2 separate regions of the Sus scrofa genome follow, and region 2 is linked to region 1. The links are chromatin contacts, called in public Hi-C maps. All regions are on one chromosome and are shown on one strand. The core of a region is the stretch at or near the end of the contact, and the rest is flanking DNA. Distances in the headings are between cores, read along the strand shown.

Region 1 (6,586 bases), core at 3,673-6,172:
ACATAGTGGGACTTGAATTCTCTATTTTACATGATTTTCTGTAAGTTCTGAATTTTAACCATAAGCAAATACTGCTGTTATAATTAAAAGACAATAATATTTTAAAACCGTTTATTACAAATAGATGAGAGATCATTTATTCTGAAATTGGTCTGTTACTCTTTTTTAAAAAATTATTCCCCAAGAAAATTTTTTTTTCTACTGTACAGCATGGTGACCCAGTTACACATACGTGTACACATTCTATTTTCTCACATTATCATGCTCCTGCATAAGTGACTAGACATAGTTCTCAGTGCTACACAGCAGGATTCCTTTGCTAATCCATTCCAAAGGCAATAGTTTGCATCTATTAACCCCAAGCTCCTCCATCCATCCCACTTCCTCCGCCTCCCACTTGGCAGCCACAAGTTTTTTCAAGTAATTCTTGCTTTTTTTGGCCCTGCCTATGGCTATGGAAGTTCTCTAAGTCCATGATTTTCTTTTCTGTGGAAAGGTTCATTTGTGCTGTAGAATAGATACCAGATATAAGTGATATCATGTGGTATTTGTCCTTCTCTTTCTGACTTACTTCACTTAGTATGAGAGTCTCTAGTTCCATCCATGTTGCTGCAAATGGCATTATTTTGTTCTTTTTTATGGCCGAGTAGTATTCCATTGTGTATATATACCACATCTTCCTAATCCAATCGTCTGTTAAAGGACATTTGGGTTGTTTCCGTGTCTTGGCTATTGTGAATAGAGCTGCACTTAACATGCAGGTGCATGTGTGTTTTTTAAGGAAAGTTTTGTCCGGATATATGCCCAAGAGTAGGATTGCTGGGTCACATGGTAGTTCTATGTGTAGTTTTCTAAGGTACCTCCATACTGTTCTCCATAGTGGTTGTACCAGCTTACATTCCCCCTAACAGTGCAGGAGGGTTCCCTTTTCTCCACAGCCCCTCTAGCACTTGTTATTTGTGGACTTATTAATGAGGGCCATTCTAACTGGTATGAGATGGTATCTTGTGGTAGTTTTGATTTGCATTTCTCTAATAATCAGTGATGTTGAGCATTTTTCCAAAAATACAACATCTTTTAAAATTGTACCCCAAAAAATCAAATACCTGGGAATACACCTGACCAAGGAGGTAAAGGACTTATATGCCAAGAACTATAAAATATTAATCAAGTAAATTAAAGAGCATTCAAAGAAATGGAGAGATATTCCATGCTCCTGGGTTGGAAAAATTAATACTGTAAAAAGGGCCATACTACCCAAACCGATCTACAGAGTCAATGCAATCCCTATCAAAGTACCCATGATATTTTTTACAAAACTAGAACAAAAATCCAAAACTTTATATGGAATCATAAAAGATCCAGAATTGCCAGAGCAATTATGAGGATCAAAAACCAAGCAGGAGACATCTCTCTCCCAGATTTCAGGGAATATTACAAAGCCACAGTCATCCAGACCGTGTGGTACTGGTTTCAAAACAGACATACCGACCACTGGAACAGAATAGAGAACCCAGAAATAAACCCAGACACCTATGATCAATTAATCTGTGACAAAGGAGGTGAGAACATAAATCAGGAAAAAGACAGTCTTTTCAGCAAGTATTAATGGGAAACCTGGACAGCTGCATGCAAATCAGTGAAACTAGAAGACACACTCATGCCATGCATAAAAATAAACTCAGAATGGCTGAAAGACTTAAATATAAGACCAGACACCATCAAACTCCTGGAAGAGAACATAGGCAAAACATTCTCTGACATCAACACTATGAATATTTTCTCAGGTCAGTCTCCCAAAGCAACAGAAATAAAAGCAAAAATAAACCAGTGGGACCTAATCAAACTGATCAGCTTTTGCACAGCAAATAAACCCAAAAGAAAACAAAAAGACAATTTACTGTATGGGAGAAAATAGTTTCAAATGATGCAACTGACAAGGGCTTAATCTCTCATATATATAGAAGCAACTCCTACAACTCAACAGCAAAAAAGCCAACAACCCAATTAAAAAATGTGCAAAAGACCTGAATAGACATTTTTCCAAGGAAGATGTACAGATGGCCAACAGGCACATGATGTTACTCTTTTCAATGCTGAGCACGTACATCAGGTCGTATATGTTAAATCAACAGATCTGCACTAGCCTTCACTACTGGAAATTGTAACCTTGAGCTCAAATATTTGACAGTTTCAATGTAAAATTTTTATTAAGTGTATCCTTTCTGCTAAAAAGACTTTAATGCAGAAAAAACTCACATAATTTTTTACCTGAAAAACTGCGTTTGTAAAATTAAATTCACTTTATTTAAGGAAAGGGGGCTTCAGTGATGATTCTTTGAAATAATACAAAACGTGACCTTTTTTTTACTGAGATGATGGAAATTCTTCATGTTCTGATTCATTTAAACTGCAAAATTTCTGTCTGAAACCTGCTAACAGCAAACAAAGTCCAGGTAATGAGCTTTCATAAAGATACTTACGCACTTGCATATCTTTATCTTTTGTGCAGAATAAGAGTGGAAATTTTACATTTCATGTGAAGACCTGAAGGGAAGGGAGTCAAATATACTATCTAGCAGTTATTAATTTCTGGGACCTAATTGTTTCAGGTCTGGGAGATTCAGCAACACTTCAGGTGAAGGATTTTATCCTCTTAGTGAAGGGGCAAATGTGATCACAAGGCCAGGAAAATGTCCAGCTGGTCTTGACATTTACAGACTTTTGCAAACATTGGAAACTTAGCTATTGGGCCAGTTCATGGCTTTTTAGATAAAGCTTCATGAAGTACAAACTAATCATGATTTCTCCTCACTTTGACTCCTGTAGCCTGAAATTTAAGTCGATTCCTTATGATGAAAGCAATATTATTTCTGAAAGACATCAATGTAGTTTTTTTTCCATTTCTTTTTTCCTGATCTTCGTCTCTTTAGCCAGAGGTAAATGCTTAACTTGGTGCTTGGTTGTGACTGTGTTATCAAGAATGCTAAATAAAGTCAATGTTTTCTTTGCAACATCCAGAGTGGTATTTCACATCCTTGAGATCATATTCATGAAAATCAGCTGAACTGGGGGAGAGAAGAGGATATATTAAGAAATACCCCTGAGAGACCCCATCATAAAATTCAACAACAACAAAAACAACAACAAGAACAACCTTCCTTGTGGCACAGTGGAAACGAATCTCTGGCCTTGCTCAGTGGGTTGAGAATTCGGCGCTGCTATGAGCTGTGGTGGGGGTCACAGATATGGCTTGGATCCCAAGTTGCTGTAGCTGTGAAGTAGGCCAGTAGCTGCAGCTCTGGTTCGAACTCTAGCCTGGGAACTTCCATATGCCACAAAGTGCACTCCTGAAAAGCAAAACATAACATAAATGAAATAAAATAAATTCAGCAATACCTTAGAGGTGGAGAAAATTGGAGATATATCTTAGAAACTTCTCCCTCATAGGCATGGGTGAGAAGTCCTCCTAGGGGATTGTGGCGTGAAGGGCAGTGAGATATGGGGAGAGTATCAGGAATTAGTGGCTCTGCTTTCTCCACATTGGAATGAAAGCTGAGGATATGTCCCCGGGCAGAGTACGGGAGAGACTTAGGTTTCCAGGAGAGGATCAGCAGGATATGTCTTCTGACAGGTACAAGATGAGAACACAGTGTCAGCTGAGGTTAGGCAGTTGAGAATAGTGAGCTCCATCAGGTCTCTGCTTCCACTGTGTGGCTCTGTGGTTAATGCTAAATTCAGACATTTCTTTGGGACCTGGAGAGGTCATGCAGGAGAGAGCTTGGAGAATCTGCAGTTCACATTGCATAGGTCCAGGGCTAAAGGTCCAGTGCATTTCAGACCCTCAGCTTCAGGTGGTGACTGACAGAGGCACAGCCTTAAAAGGCCAGTCCTCGAAAGAGAAGAGACCAGCCCCTCTGTTACTGAGACTGTCAAAGTTTCAGAATACACAGCATGGACTAAATGGCCACTTTCCCCCTGCATTTATAATGACGCAGAGTACTTTACAGTCCCAGATTCCATCTTACACCATTTTGGAGAAGGGTAAGAGAGAGGGAAGAAAGCTGAAAGACTAATAGTTTACCCAAAGGACTGAACAGGGGAGATTATTTAAACTGAATACACATGAAATGTTATTTTTCAGCAAACTTAAAGTGGTGTTCTCCCTCTGTGTTCTCGCTATTCCATGTGTAAAAGGCTCAGGAGGAAGCTATGGTTAGTTAGTGGGAAACAAAGATGCTGCATTTTCATCAAAGTGTAGTGTGTTAAATTCTTCAGACCCCTACATTTGTTTAATATATGGTTGTTCAGGGTAGAGGGTGTGTCTTTATTATTACATATGGGGGGGGGTAGGGTCTAGATTCTGTATTGTAAAAAAATCTCCAACACCATAGCCAATAGGAGCAACTAAAGATTAAGTTGAAACTTTAGGGTATCTATTATTGATATATACATGAATTCCATATTTGATCCACTATTACTAGTGTATAAATCAAGGCCCATGGAGACCTGAGGATAGTGATTTTTAACTAATTGACAGGTGACCTTAGTTCTGAGTTTCTGTGTGGTCACTGACTTGCTCTATTGAATAAGCAGCTTAATTTACAGAGGCTATTGCTCTTTTATATAATGGCTCCAAAATGGATTCTGATGTGTCTGGATTGGATGATTTCTTAGATTATTTTACCATTCTGTCATTCTGTGACTTGGCTTTGCTCTTTGAAAACTGTTTGAAACCCTTCAAAGCTATCCCTCATATTTTCTCTTCAGGGAGGATTACGCCAGCTTAAACAATTCAGAGAACAGAAGAGTAAATAAACAACAGAAAGAAAATACAATGCAGTAGTTAAGAATGTGGATTGTGGTGTCTGGTCACTTGGGATCAGATCGCAATTCCATCCTTTCAAGCTGTGTGACCTTATCCAGTTTCCTCAAGCCTCAGTGTCCTCATGTTTGTAAATGAAAGGTTTAAAAACATCAATCTTCTCCTCATTGTACTCTTCCTATCCCTTGGAAAGTCAATGAAATCTTTCAGTCAAGAATGCAATCAGTATTTATTGAACACCTAACATGTGGCAAACACTAGGTGCTCTGCTTTTCTGTTGGAAACCTGGGGAGAAACTTTGGGAAAGCAAAAATACTGGCAGAGTCCTGCCCAAGTTTTGAAGCTAGGTGGTAACCTGCAATGAGGAGGAAAGTCTTTTTCCTCTTTAGGATGATGGCGATGATTTTAGTTATTTATTCTTTATGTCAAAAGGTACAGCTTTGAATAATTTTATTGTTAGTGTAAGTACTCATTCTAAACGTTAAGTGGACGTATGAAGCTATATCAGGGTACCTGTTCTGCCTTCTGGAAGGCTCTCTAGGGTAGGTTTGATCTGAGCTGTCTGCATTTCCTTTCTCTGTAATTGCATATCCATCTTTTCTTCCGCCAATAAAGAAAACATATCCATGTATGAAATTGAGACTACCATTAAAATAGAATCACATTGAATCGTCCATAAAACATTTAAAAAGTAAATTATTCACAAATTATTTATGAAATACATTCTTACTGGTGAGTTATACCATTGAAATTAAGAATTATTGCTTTGGATGTTTAGAAATTTTAAGACCTTGAAATGGGTTGCTATAAAATATGAAACTGGGAAATCTAGATGCAATTTATTGTTCTTACTAATTATGTTCTGTTATAATTCTAATAATTATATAACATTATGATATAATATAATTATAATATAATGCACAGCTCCCAATTGCTGTGAGCTTTAGTTTCTCTTAGGATAAATACAGATATTCCTATCCTTACAGAATTATTGTGAAACTCAGATAAGATCATATATAATAAGATTCAGTAAACAAATATTGTTTATAGTTCTTGTTATTTGGAGGTCTGCTTGGATTGTTACTGCTTTTTATTTTCGGTCTTTTAAGGCTATTATTGCCTGCTCTTTTATGCTAATTTAAATGGAACATTTATTTTTCTTTGACTGCTTCTTATAATCTATCAGACAGAAAATGGGTAGTAAACATTGTGGAGAAATTCTAATCATAGATTTTTTTATAGCCTTTGGCTCTACTTTTTTCCAAACTATATCATCTTAATTATTGGAGGTGAGTACAAAATAATGGGAAGTTTCCTAAAGGTAACATGATGTACAATGACTGCATCTGCTTTTGCAGAGTAGGTTTTCATGGTGACATCAGTCAAATAGCCATCTTATGGGCCCCACATCTAATAGAGCAAATTCAAAAAAAGTGTCTTCCATGGTAAATAAGTTGAATTTTGTATGGATTATTCCCCCTAGTTTGAATTTATTCTTCTTTATTCTCTCAGCATTGAGGAATTTATGGAGATTTGGAGACAATCTAAGTTAGGAAAGCCTGAAAAGTGACTCTTGGCATTTACTTGCATTAAGTCTCTGTTTACACACAGCCAGTACTTAAGAGCTGCTCTTCATACAATGTTTCTGAATGTGTTTGATATGGACCACCTATTTAGAAGGGACTGCTTTAAACATTTTCCAGAACTGTACTTTGAACAACCAAATTGGAATCTCTGAAAGTGATGCTCAGTAGACCATAT
Region 2 (7,168 bases), core at 3,399-5,898, 360 kb after region 1:
AGATGTTGGAAGGCTCTGACTATAACACAAAAGAGTTTAATTTTATTCTCCAACTTAATAGAAACTGTTTTACACATTTATGTACAGCACCAATGTTATGATAATGGTATTGTTAGGGCAATTAATTTGGGAGTGTAACTTCTGTTTATTCTAACAATGATTAATTGAGTGCCTCCTGTTTTCAAGACACTATGTTTGGTGTTTCAGGTGATATAAACTGGCTTCATGTTTAAAAGTTTAACCAGGATGTGTTTAATAGTTACTATGCAACAGGCATAGTGCTAAGTGCTCAGAATCAAACTGAAGGGAATGGGAAGGTGGTGAAGAAAAAAAGAAACAGATAATAACATGACATGTTTACTTTAGTTAAGTTCTCATTAGCACCACATAATCAAATGCTATTGCAATTCAAAAGGAGAAGAGATTATACCTTAGTTAAGTTAGCTATGGAGCACAGCCATGACTGGATTTCTCAAAAGTGCTGGCACCCACCCTTATTAGCACATTCCTTATCACTTTATCACTGCCCTCTTGAAGAGCACCCAAGGTCCCTGCTACCTTGGTTTTATATAGTGAGTTCATTGTAGCATGCCTATTTCTGTGAGCCCTTGTTCCCATATTTCATGTTTTACTATGGAAATGTTGGTTTCCATACTGGTTTAACAAGGTTCATTGTCTTTTCCAATCAGTTATCCCAGAGGGACATGAAAGCTATCTCCCATGGTGCTGAACAAGGTATTAGATCTTGTATCAAGGGAGAATTCTCTATTATTGACAAAACCTCTCTCTGGGAGTTCCCATCATGGCGCAGTGGAGACGAATCTGACTAGGAACCATGAGGTTGCGGGTTTGATCCCTGGCCTTGCTCGGGGGGGTTAGGGATCCCTTGTTGCTCTGGGTTGTGGTGTAGGTCGCAGACATGGCTCGGATCCCGCGTTGCTATGGCTGTGGTGTAGGCTGGTGGCTCCAGCTCCATTTAGATCCCTAGCCTGGGAACCTCCATATGCCATGGGCGTGGCCCTAAAAAGACCAAAAAAACCCCTCTCTAGCTCAGCTTTATATTTTGTCCTTCTTCATTTAGACCCTCAGTGACTTACTCCCAAGCAAACTCTCCCAAGTCTTGCCAGTGCATGTTAGCCAAACCTTGCAGAACATTTGGAATATAAGCATTCAAATCCCTTAGCAGTCCCATTGCTTCCCAGTTGGGTCATGCTTAGATTTGATTCTATTTAATTGTCTGGTGGCCAGTAGACGAGATAGTTGCAGATCCTGAGGGAGGAAAGCATTGTCTTATAAGGCACCTGCCCAGACTTCAGTCAAACCAGGGGCTACTATCACCTGACACAGAAAATGGACAACTTCTGAAAACCCAGATGGTGACTTCAGGAATCTTGAATCTATCCAGACTGTTCAGTTATAATAGCAGCTGCCTAACTTCGGCATTGAAGGTTTCATGTTGACTGGAAAATTAGCCTCCTAAGTTCAGCCATTCTTGCATTTAACTATGTGCCCAGTCTCCAGCTCTGTCTGTCATCTGGCATAAGGAGATGAGAGTCTCTTTAAATGCTCTCAAAGAAGCCATTTGGAGTGCATAATTTGCCTCCTATTGAGCATTATTTCATTTAAGCCAGTAATGTACTCTATTAAAAGCATAGATTATGCTCAGAAATAGCCATTATCTTCCTCCCTCCACTTCTTAAATGGCTGAGCTATTGTACCAAATTGTGCATCCCTTTTCACTCACACTCTCTTCCAATTCACTAAGGGAGGAAGTTTTAGCAATTGTACTTCATCAGCATGCCAGGTATCATCCGGACTTCTCCTTTCACAAGTAACAGGGTTGTCATTGTTAGATGGCCAGAGAGTGAACAAACTTCACAATCCTTTTTCTCGTGTCGATTTTCTAGGACCATTTGTTTATGAACTCTTTTATGTCAAGTCCTCAAGAGGCAGAGCCTGTGAAGAGATTCTTGGGCAATAGATCATTGATTGTATATTCTTTTTTTTTAAAGGCCACACCTACAGCATATGGAAGTTCCCAGACTAGGGGTCGAATTGGAGCTGCAGCTGCTGGCCTATGCCACAGCCATAGCAACAGCAACACCCGATCTGAGGAACATCTGCAACCTATGCTGGATTCTTAACTCACTGAGTGAGGCCAGGATCAAACCTGAATCCTCACAGACACTATGTTGGGTTCCTAGCCCGCTGAGCCACAGTGGGAACTCCTGATTGTGTATTCGTAATATGAAACATGAAAGGGAGTGAAGGAATCAGAATAAGCAGAGAAAGAAGTTAGGCAAAGATAATGGGTTTGGCTTAGGTCAAGTCTTAACCTGACCCAATGGAAAATTCTGAAGAATGAATGGTACTACAAAGTTGTCTTATTTAGGCTGAACCTCTATACCCCATTTTGTTCAGTCACTGGCTGAGAGACAGTCCAGGAATTGGGCATAGCCTTCTAGCATTTCTGAACAAAGTAGCTTTCATTAAGTGTCAAACATTAAAAAATGGAGTCAGAGTCCTTATTACATTACCAATAGAAACTACAAGAAAAGGCCAAATCAAATTTTACCTCTGAATTCACAAATTAGTGAATTCTCCCTGTTGGAGAAATAGCACCATATATTAGCTGTTGGTTTGGCATATTTACCATACCCTGAAGGAGAATATCCTGACCCTACCGTGTTGCTGTCTCCAAGCTGACATCCTGACTGAGCCTTAATAGAGTATTGCACTGTTGTGTTGGTCCTGGTGTTTCTTGTATATGATAAGGCACTTGCAGCTATTAAAATGCTCTTCCTTTGCCATACATTGTCTTTTAAGCTGGGGCAGTATCACATCGGATAAGATATCAGCATATAAATTACCATATATCATATGTCAGTACCATTGGTGGAAGGCAAACTCATTTTGAAGTAGCAATTTCTTTTAGGGTAAGGGTGAGTTGCTACATTCTCCAGGTTGGAAGAGGTCATATTAAAAATGTCTTCAGGTCTTCCTGGGAATTGTGTCATGTCTGGGGCTCAGTATTTCTCTCTGTTGCTGGCAGCGGCAGTAGTTGGATCAGCCTTGATAGGATGGACCCCATGCTGTTGAACTAGCACATAGCCTCCATCTCTGCCACAAATTAACTCTTACTGCCTGTGGAATCTTCTCTTTATCTTTAACTTTTTCTATTTTAATGATAATGTGTCTTGATGTAGGTCTGTTTAGGTTTATCTTGTATGGGACTCTCTGTGCTTACTATACCTGGATATCTGCTTTCTTCTTTAGGTTTGGAAAGTTTGCAGTCATAATTTATTCAAATACAATTTTGATACCCTTTTATCTTTCTTCTCCTTCTGAGATTCCTGTTATGAATAGATTGGTGTGCTTTATATTATCCCAAAGGCCTTATATACTGCTTTCATTTTTTTCGTGTCTTTCTGTCTGCTGTTCTGATTGGGTGATTTCCATTCTATCTTCCAGATCATATATTCATTCTTCTGCATTATCCAGTTTGCCATTTATTGCTTTTAGTTTGGCTTTCATCTCAGCAAATGAGTTTTCCAGTTTTGATTGCCTCCTCTTTATAGATTCTAGTCCTTTTTCACAGTAACTTGCATTTCTATCGATAGCCTTTCTTAATTCTTTCTGTATTCTTATTACCTCCTTTTTGAACTTGGAGCCTATTATACTGAAACATTGTTCTTTTAGGGGAATTCTCTTGATCTTTTATTTGGGAGTGGTTCCTCTGCTTCTTCATTCTACTTATATTTCTCTAACTCTGTAAGTTTAGAAGAAACAGTTATCTATTGTGGTCTTAGAGGGCAGATTTTATGTGGGAGCATCCCTGTATAGCCTGCATGAGTCTAATATTTTTGGTGCAAGGGCTGTTTTTAGCATGGATGCCTGCTGCATCTTTACTCAGTGTGTGCTAGTTATTATTCCCTTGACAGAGTATGTGACTGGTGGTGTGGTGACCAGATCCTACACTAATTATTGAACAGGGCCCCCTCTTTGTTCTGTGATTGTCACAGACCTATCAGGGGCAAGGCCTGCTCCCCAGTTGGAGTAAAAGCCCCTATTTATAGGCACAGACCCACTGAAGTTAGGTACTAGGATGACACAGGTACTAGGTTGTACACCTGGACCCGCCATGAGAGATATGAAAACAGTCCAGCCTTGGTGTGTGTGCACTTGCAAAGCCCACAACTGCTATTGCCAGACCTGCTCCAGCCACAAGAACACTCTTAATTCACATGGATATCTGGAAGTCACTGATTTTACAAAGGCCCTGTTGGTGGCAGCTTAAATCCTCAGATCACACAGCTGCAGAGAGAGGGCTCAGATTTCAGTCCTGCTTCCTAAGTCAAGTGGCCCCTGGGGATCAGCTCTGGTTTCAGCCCTGTCTCAGCATGTGTGAAACTCACCAGCACTTGTGAGCTCCCAGAGCCTGCTGGGGGGAGAGGGTGCTGTCCTTCCCTTTACATGTGTATTAACAATGGTGCTTCTATGGTGGGCCTGGGTTCTGTCAGTGTACACGTCCAGATACAGCCTGTGCCACTCTCCATCCCCTTCAAGCTGTCTCCTTGTAGCCAACCCCACCGCTCTCCCAGCTCTGCCCATAGATGCCCAATTTCAGCATCTAGCCCCTGAACATACCAACAGACTGGAGACTCAGGCTGGGGATGCATGGAGGTGGTACAGAGGACAGTGTGTGCTGCTCCCTCTCTGCTCTGCCTGCCATAAGCTGATTGCTGCCCTCGCCTCTGAGCCTTAAAGTTGCTTTGCTTTGCTTTGCTTTGCTTGCTTGCTTGCTTTCCTTCTTTTGTCTTTTTAGGGCCACACCTTTAACATATGGAAGTTCCCAGGCTAGGGATGGAATCGGATCTACAGCTGCTGGCCTACACCCCAGCAATGTTGGATCCAAGTTGCACCTGTGAACTACACCACAGCTCATGGTAACGTGGGATCCCTGACCCACTGAGCGAGGCCAGGGATTGAACCTGTATCCTTATGGATACTAGTTGGATTCGTTTCCACTGAGCCTCGGTGGGAACTCCTATTGTGGCTGTTCTCCTAGTCAGTGAAGGGGCTTCCCAGAGTGAGGGACCCTTTCCTCTTTTACAGCTCCCTGCTGGGGTGCAGGTCCCATTTCCATTCCTGTTTTTATTTATTCATTTATTTTCTTTGTCCTAACTGGTTACATGGTAACCTTTCTTGTGATTTTGGTTGTCTGGGATCTTCTGCCAGTGCTCAGTAGGTATTCTGGGAAAACTGTTCTGCATGTAGATGTATTTGTGGGAGCGGGTGAGCACCACGTCTTTTCATTCTGCCATCTTGATTAGACCCCCACAACCACATTCAAACCAATTTTGATAGCTTTTTATAAATTAAACAGACACATTTCATGTGTCATTTATCAACTTATTGTCTCTCAACTCTGAACACACCCTTCGTCTTATGCACTATAATAAAAAATGGAATATCATTAAATATTTTACCTTTAAAGTAAGCACAGTATTACACTTTCTCAATAGAAAGTGCTGGAGCGACATTTCAGGAGCCCCTTCTTCTAACATTTTCCACTTGGACCTAAGTCAGAAGTGATGGTTCATAGTTAACTCGTTGGTTAGTACCAAGAATGGGATAGGACTGAGAGCAAAGTCACAGGAAGCAAACTGGGGTGTTAGAAATGTTCTCTGTCTTCATTTTTAAGTTGGTGAAATGGGTGTATCACCTTGTCAGAACTCATCAAACTGTTCCCCTAAGTTGTGTGTATTTTATTTTGTGTAATTGATATCCTAACAGAAATTATTTGAAAATGAAGATTTAATGCATGGACATGTGAATAGAACTAGGGGTGTGTTTCAGAAAACTTGAATTTGATTCAAAGAACACTATCTGAATTTGACAAAATCATTTGAAATAAATGCATTCTGCTTCCCCCAACATGAGCAAAACACACTTTATCCATCTGGCACTAGGTTTAAGCTCACTTAAAATTTAACTGCAGAAAAAAAAGCCAATCAAAACAAAACAAAACAAAAAGCAATACAGAAGGATGAATGTCAGTTAAATAAGGAATCTAAAAGAAAATGATTGAATCATTTGTGCATTAATTCATCAGGCATCTACTGAGCAGATAATTTGTACCAAGCCTTGTGGTATAATCAGGAGATTTAAAGGTCTCTTCAGCTAAAAGTCCAAAAGACAGGCAAGTAAAGCCATGTATATAGAATTGGGTAATATATTTTACTGATGAAGATATTCCCAGAGTGCTTGCCAGAGTAAGCCACAGTGAAAATAGGATCTGAACAAGGTGTGTAAGAGATTGATTAGGTAGAAGAGGTGAGGAACAAAGAGATGCCAACAAACAAACAGAGACTTCATAATGTCGAGCCCCCAAAATCAAAAATAAGTGTAAAGTTTGAGGAAAATAATTTGACTTCATCCAAGTTAAATATTGGTAATTATAATGTTGCCCTGTGCATAATAGTCAGTCAGCCCACAAAAATTGACAGTGAAGTTGTAAGCATGAATGAAATCACCAGGATGAAGATTAGAGAAAGAATAGAAATTCAGGGATTAAAAGTCAAAATTAAAGTATAATTCTTAATAAAGAGTCAAGATGAGGAAAAGGTAAGTGCAGTAACTATTAGGCTATAAATGTTTGATATATTGAGGGTTCTCAGTTATGATCCTGAATCAGAGTTATTTGATAAGTTGATTTTGATAGCATGGTTTAAACTACATTGCATTAATCTAAAAAGTAATGGCAATTAATACCAAAGCTTAGCGTGATGCAATAAAAAGTGTTTTACATCCCAATAGTTTTATGGTTGTAAAATAAAAAATTTCAAATATACTATTATGTTGAATTTTATAATCTTTTAAGATGGGTAGGGCACATATTTTTAGCCCAATTTCCAGTGAAGGAAATAAAATCTCTATCAAATTTAATGATTTTCCTGAGATCACACAGTTAGTAACTGAAACAAATAGAATAGATGCCTGAGCAGATTTTTAACCTGACGCAGTTTCTACTACATAGCCTAACAGAAGGTAATTTTCCCCTACTTTGTGCATCTACCTAATAATGGGAAATATGACAGTTACTTCTCTCTCACTGAAAGATGAACCACATTCACAGTGGACTAGGGTAATGGAGGTGAAAATAGGG

The links. Hi-C and Micro-C count contacts between places; a contact is called where the count stands out from the background.
Region 2: a Hi-C map of epiblast stem cells shows a contact between it and region 1, with 1.6 times the contacts expected there. The contact joins two enhancer-like sites. A contact is called at or near these places in 5 of 47 Hi-C or Micro-C datasets (embryonic fibroblasts, epiblast stem cells, fetal liver and 2 more).

What each region holds. Positions count from the first base shown.
Region 1 is chr9:28,740,354-28,746,939 of Sscrofa11.1, forward strand. The region is part of intron 1 of LOC110255421 (a long non-coding RNA gene); the gene reads left to right. Among named protein-coding and RNA genes, the nearest start is that of CCDC82, 340 kb to the left of the region's middle. Within about 2 kb of position 4,923, at least 2 of the 83 cell types and tissues checked have an H3K27ac peak or open chromatin away from gene starts, as enhancers often do. A contact at or near this core is called in epiblast stem cells, where this site is marked.
Region 2 is chr9:29,098,638-29,105,805 of Sscrofa11.1, forward strand. No RefSeq gene overlaps it. Among named protein-coding and RNA genes, the nearest start is that of CCDC82, 690 kb to the left of the region's middle. Within about 2 kb of position 4,649, at least 7 of the 83 cell types and tissues checked have an H3K27ac peak or open chromatin away from gene starts, as enhancers often do. A contact at or near this core is called in epiblast stem cells, where this site is marked.